Linked DNA regions of Mus musculus: region 2 is linked to region 1. The links are chromatin contacts, called in public Hi-C maps. All regions are on one chromosome and are shown on one strand. Each heading gives the region's core, a stretch centred on a gene start, on an enhancer-like site or on the middle of the called end of the contact. The rest is flanking DNA. Distances are from core to core; before and after follow the strand shown. Region 1 has its middle 13 kb from the start of Cetn4. Region 2 has its middle 5.1 kb from the start of Gm36168.

Region 1 (2,700 bases), core at 29-2,528:
CTTCTGACATAACAGTGATTTAGCACTTAGGAAAAATGGATCTATCCTCAAAGTCACAGAATGTAACTTTTAGGAAGAATTTTGGCTACTTAGAGGCATGCTTTTGTCCATTTATGTAAGAAATTCCATTTGAGATTTATTCAGTGTTTCTAGAAAATTATTGTAAACTGTGAGAAATGAAATTTATTCTAAGTAGCAGCAGATAGAAACTAAAGTATGTATTTAAAAAATCAACTGTGCTGTAATAATAAGCAGCTTCACTCTAACTGGGTAACTGCCTGGAATCTCTCTAACCTTCCCCTTGATAAAGGAAATAATGGAAGGCCTAGATTTTAACTTCCTGGAAACTTCAAAATAAATGTCTTAATCATGATCATAACAAAAATGTTGTCCCCAGTATGGCTAGGTGTTCTTCAAAGCTCTGAGATCTTTTTTTATAGTGTTCGCCTACAGGAGAAACCAAGGTGCCATCTACAGCCAAACACTCAGATTTCTAAAAATGCTTCCATTTACTAACTTTCTTCTGAAGGTTGCAGCAGCCTAAATCTGAGTCTTTTACCAGTGTTACACACATTTACCTAACAGTCTGGAACATCACTTCTCTTCCCCAAACGAGGGGGCGTGGTAGTGCCAAACTTGACGTCGAGCCATCCAGAATAGCTTCGTTTGATTCTTTAAAAAGGCGTACTGTGTTTGAGTATGACCAAAGTGCTCTGAACATCCAGTCAGTGCCAGCCATGAAAAAATAGAGCTTCCAGTTAACAGGGACTGGAAGGCAGCCTCTGATGCAGGACTGTTCCGGGTTACTCCCAGGAAGTGGCACAGTGCAACTTGGTGGCACTTGTTGGGTCCTCATTAGGACCATACATATGTGGATCACCCCAAACCAGCCTTACCTTTTAATCGGCCGATGATGAACCCCTTCCTGCTAAGCCAGAAAATATATGTCACAGTGAGTGTAAAGAAAAGGCATGGTGGACTGGAAGGTAGAGGCAGGAAGAGGAAAAGCCGGGAAACGGACCCACTGTAAACACACAAGTGTAAAATTCCCTCCCAGGAACACTAAGCGGCTGTTGGGTTTTTCTCTTTTTCTTCACATAAAGGTACTGTTGGGTACTTTTCCATTAAATTTTCAGTGGGCTTGACCTCCTCAAGAAAAGTTTCTGACTAAAAGGGGCTTTCCTCAACCACTTGGTTTCTTCCCTGCCTGGTCCCACGTGCATCAATGGTCCTGTATTTGGCCTCTCAGACAGTTGTCATGGACACGGAGCAACACTTTCAGCTTTCTAGCCTGGTTGTGGGGTCCTGCACAGGGTCAGGCCTTGCTGACTAGTACCTCCCTAAGTAAAGTGTTACCTGATAAGTAAGAGTTTCCAAGAAAATGGTTACACATGTGAATGAAAATAGATTGTTCAACTCATCTTTTAAAAAAATCCCTGTTGATTCATAGACTGTCTACATGATTAAAACATAAGAAACCATCTCATCTTGATTCCCACACAAGCACCTCAGAGGTCAAACTCACCCATTGTCCCGAGGAGAAATTGTGTTAACCAAAGAAAAACAAGGCTCTTGAGTTCTAATGAAATTTTTTTTAAACATTGTAAATCAGAGAAAGGGGATCAGATGGTGTGAAGTGAGCCACTATGGCTCACCTAACAGACCTCTAAACGGCAGCTTAGAGGGGACTCTAGTAACACATAACCCTATAAGAACAACCTTAACACTATAAAGTCAAGAAAAAGTAAAATGTAAGGGATTCTGAGATACGATATTGTGTAAAATTTGACATAAAACAATGGCTTACAATTTGTAGATAAATAGGCAAACAACAACAACAACAACAGAAACAAGCATTTTAAACATATGTTTACCAGTATAATAGTTGCCTATCATGTCTGACAGAGTCCACACACGAGTCTTGGTGTTAACTGGAGTCGGGCTGTAAGCTATCTGGTGGATTCTTTAACTCAGTTTCAGGAGGTAAATGAATGAGGCCTCCGAGAATAATAATTAGTCCAAGAGATTACATCTAAATATGTAGCTTGTGCATAAGTTCATATTACAAGTTTACTGCAAACGACAGCATTGGGAATATGATAAGAACATCCCTTTGTGTGTCACACATACTACATGCTTAGCCAGTGTGGATGAGAAAATGGACTCTTACTCAAATTTCATCGTTATTTTTTTTTCTATTGCCTATGTTTGACTGATTTTCAAACTATTCTCATGGGTTGCTACCATTATCAAAATCGTTATTTATGTGAGAAAAAATTAAAAATTAAGTTTGTTTTCCTGCTTATCTGACTATTTATTTAAACTTCACTTTAAAAATCCCATCCTGGTTAAATAAATGTTCTGAAGGCATACTCTCTTCCCAGGATTCTCTGTGTCCTCTGGACAGATGCTGCAATGATCTGCAAGGATTGTTTAACTCAAGTTCTTTGAAAAGCAGGTATGTCACTGGGGTTAGCAGTTGAAACAGTCAGGCAATTTGACCCTTGCAAGTTGACTGTGGGTGATTCTATAGAGTAGCTATTTGCGTTAGTAGATTTTTTTACTTTATGGCTTTATATGGTTTGACATTTAACTCATTCATGGTATATGTCTAAGAGACGTACTTACAAGTTTCTATTAAAAAGTAATACAGTATATGTTATTTTCCCATCAGCTTAAAATTAATATCAACAACCTTAT
Region 2 (2,700 bases), core at 28-2,527, 80 kb before region 1:
TTCAATTCTCCAAATCAGCAAAAACAGAACATGCAGAGTGCTAAATGATACTGAAGTGGTTGAGACCCCGAAACAAGGTTGAAGAAAACTACATCATACAGAAAATAAAGAGGAGCCTTTGACAAGCAGGGCCTGCTGCTGAGAGAGGTGTCTGCAGGAGAAGACTTGCCTGCTGTGCTCAGTTCAGTTATGGTGTCCTTGAGCCTTTCTTCTATGGTAGCCCTGGGAGCACTTTAGCGTCCTGCTTCATAGGAAACTGTATTAAAACACAGTCCCACAAGGCCAGCACAGAGGCAGGGGCTCCTCATGGGGGCACTGCCCTGAGAGAAATGCTTTGAAAACGAGGTAAGGCCAAGTTATCAATACGGTTGCCGCCAGACACAGAGCTGTATTCCCAGACGTGTGGACCAGTCCAAGGCTCTTCTCCTGCCTTGCCCCATTTCACCTGTGTGAGGGTTCTGTGGTCTTAGAGTGGCTTGAGACCTTAAGACCATCTCAAGGTCCACAGTACCTTTCTGGCTTCGAAGAAATGAAAGCGGAAGGGCTGCAGTTCTCTGCTTTGAGGACTCCAGAAAAAGAGCTGAAAGTCAGTAGCCAGGCATTCTGTCTGAGTGAGGACCAAGAGCTCTGTTTCCTCAAAGCTCACACATGGCATGGCAGCAGTAGCTTTCACCCCCATGTCTCTCTCTTCACACCGATTTATTTAGAGTTCTCTGTGTGAGAGAGTGTGTGTATATGCACATGTGCGCAGAAGCATGTCTGTGTGTGCAGAATGACTTGTATGTACATGCAGAAGCACATGTGTATGCATAGAATTGTGTGTGCACGGGCAGGTGCACGTGTGTATCCACGTGGAGGTCAGAGGGCACACCCAAGTGTCATTCCTTAGCTTGTCACGAGCCTTGATTTTTGATACCAGGTCTCATACTTGAGACCTAGACCCAACAATTTGGCTTCAGCTATGTTGGCTGGCCTGTGAACTCCTGGGATTCACGTGTGTTTGCCTCCTTGGCACTGGGATTACAAACTTAAACCTTTTTTTTTTTTTTCCTTTTAAACAAATGTGAGTTCTAGGAATCAAACTTGGGTTCTATGCTTACACAGAAGGAGTTTTATTAACTAAGCCATTGCCCACACCCTTTCCTGGTTCTGAAGCTGCCTTTAGAGCTGACACTATCTCATAAGTCAATGGTTTTGCAGGCGTGGGGTGACAAAGTGTGTTCCTTTGGAACCCGGGCACTTGAAGTGTTTGCATTCTCCCTAGAGGTGGCAGCATAGTCTCAGTGTGGAGGGAAACAGTGTAGAGCTCCCTAGAGGAGATCAGCAGTGATGCCCGAGCACAGGCAAAAGCTGCCATCCATCCCTAAGACTCACGGTGAATGTAACACTGTGGTCACAGCTCCAGCTTTTATCCATCCTCAGTGGTTAGGATTTAACTTAACCAGCTGTTATCCATCATCAATGACTTTAAAACAAAACTTTTACTTCATGCTAGACAGCTATTAAGTTCCCTTATCGTTAGGGGAGCAGTGTTCTAGACGATCTGTGGACTGGGTAATGTGATGCTCTTTCCATCCTCGCTACCTTCTGCCCTTCTCCCCTTTGTACCATCAGCCCAGTGTCTTCTCTCTTCTTAGGTTGGACTCATCCATCAGCAGATGTCAACACGTTGACTCCATCCTTGTCGTTTCCTCCAGGCTCCCACAAAACAGTGATTGGCCTCAAGTGAGTCAAATGGGAAAGAGCATGTGTGAGGCCTGGAAACCACTAGCCGCCAAGAATGTGAGTGTCCGTGTGTGGTTGAGTCTGTTTGTAGCCTGGAGGTTGTCTGTGGCTGGCAAGTGGGTTGGAAGGAGAAGAGAGTACCTCTGGGATGTCAAGGACTCGGGATGCACGTTAGCAACTTCATATTCTATTATTGAGCATTCTCTCTTTAGGGTGCAAATATATGTCTAGAAATTGGGCTCCTTTGGGTTAAGTAAGCTTAAAAAGAATTAAATTGTAACTATGAAGGCAATACTCTAGATCAAATATAGTAGATGTATAATTGTGTTTAGTTTCATAGGCTCTGACACATCCTAACGTTACTGAGAAACCATGTCATGATGACTACAAAACTAATCTCTTCTCTACCTTTATGTTTTGAAAAATAAACTTAGAAGAGAAAAGGTCCCTGTGACATCAGCAGTGGGGGTTCATGTCAGTGCCACGCAGGTCTGTCCCATCAGTTCTGTGAGCTGTGTTGCCTGATCCTCTGTGTGCTTCGAGGACATTAGAAATTATTTGGGTCTGGAGTACTCTCAACACACCTGAAGTTCAGCGTGTGTGAATGGCTGTCAGAGGAGACACCCAGACCCTTTTGCCTCCAAAGTAGCTAACAAGCCTTAGGTTCCAGCAGTCAGGGCAGTCTGGAGCTCCAGCTGCTGTGACCATGCCCTGGCTAGTCAGTTCTGTCTCTCCTTCTCTTTCCTTAGGAAATCACAGGACTCTAGTGCTGTGGTAGTCAATTAATCTCTACTCACATTGACCGATGGCGGCGGGCTTGGTGCACGTTCCTCGATACCTGCCTCAGCGTTTTGGGTTTCTAAATGAAAGACACACACACACACACACACACACACACACACACACACACACACACGCACACACACACAGAGCTTTATATTTTAATAAGCCTTAAGCAGCTCAATGACTGGGCTA

What was found. A called contact is a pair of places that touch in the nucleus more often than the background predicts.
Region 2: a contact with region 1 is called in a Hi-C map of Th17 cells, with 4 times the contacts expected there. The contact joins two enhancer-like sites. A contact is called at or near these places in 10 of 39 promoter capture datasets (the 3T3-L1 cell line, 3T3-L1-derived adipocytes, the HPC-7 cell line and 7 more), 2 of 15 datasets of contacts at CTCF or cohesin (CD8 T cells and pro-B cells), 40 of 484 Hi-C or Micro-C datasets (the 63-12 cell line, B cells, the Ba/F3 cell line and 27 more), 6 of 115 datasets of contacts at active chromatin or transcription factors (CD8 T cells, Th17 cells, astrocytes and 2 more) and 1 of 9 other capture datasets (pancreatic islet).

Annotation. Positions count from the first base shown.
Region 1 is chr3:37,298,438-37,301,137 of GRCm38.p6, forward strand. No RefSeq gene overlaps it. Among named protein-coding and RNA genes, the nearest start is that of Cetn4, 13 kb to the right of the region's middle. Within about 2 kb of position 1,279, at least 10 of the 459 cell types and tissues checked have an H3K27ac peak or open chromatin away from gene starts, as enhancers often do. A contact at or near this core is called in Th17 cells, where this site is marked.
Region 2 is chr3:37,217,979-37,220,678 of GRCm38.p6, forward strand. No RefSeq gene overlaps it. Among named protein-coding and RNA genes, the nearest start is that of Gm36168, 5.1 kb to the right of the region's middle. Within about 2 kb of position 1,278, at least 6 of the 459 cell types and tissues checked have an H3K27ac peak or open chromatin away from gene starts, as enhancers often do. A contact at or near this core is called in Th17 cells, where this site is marked.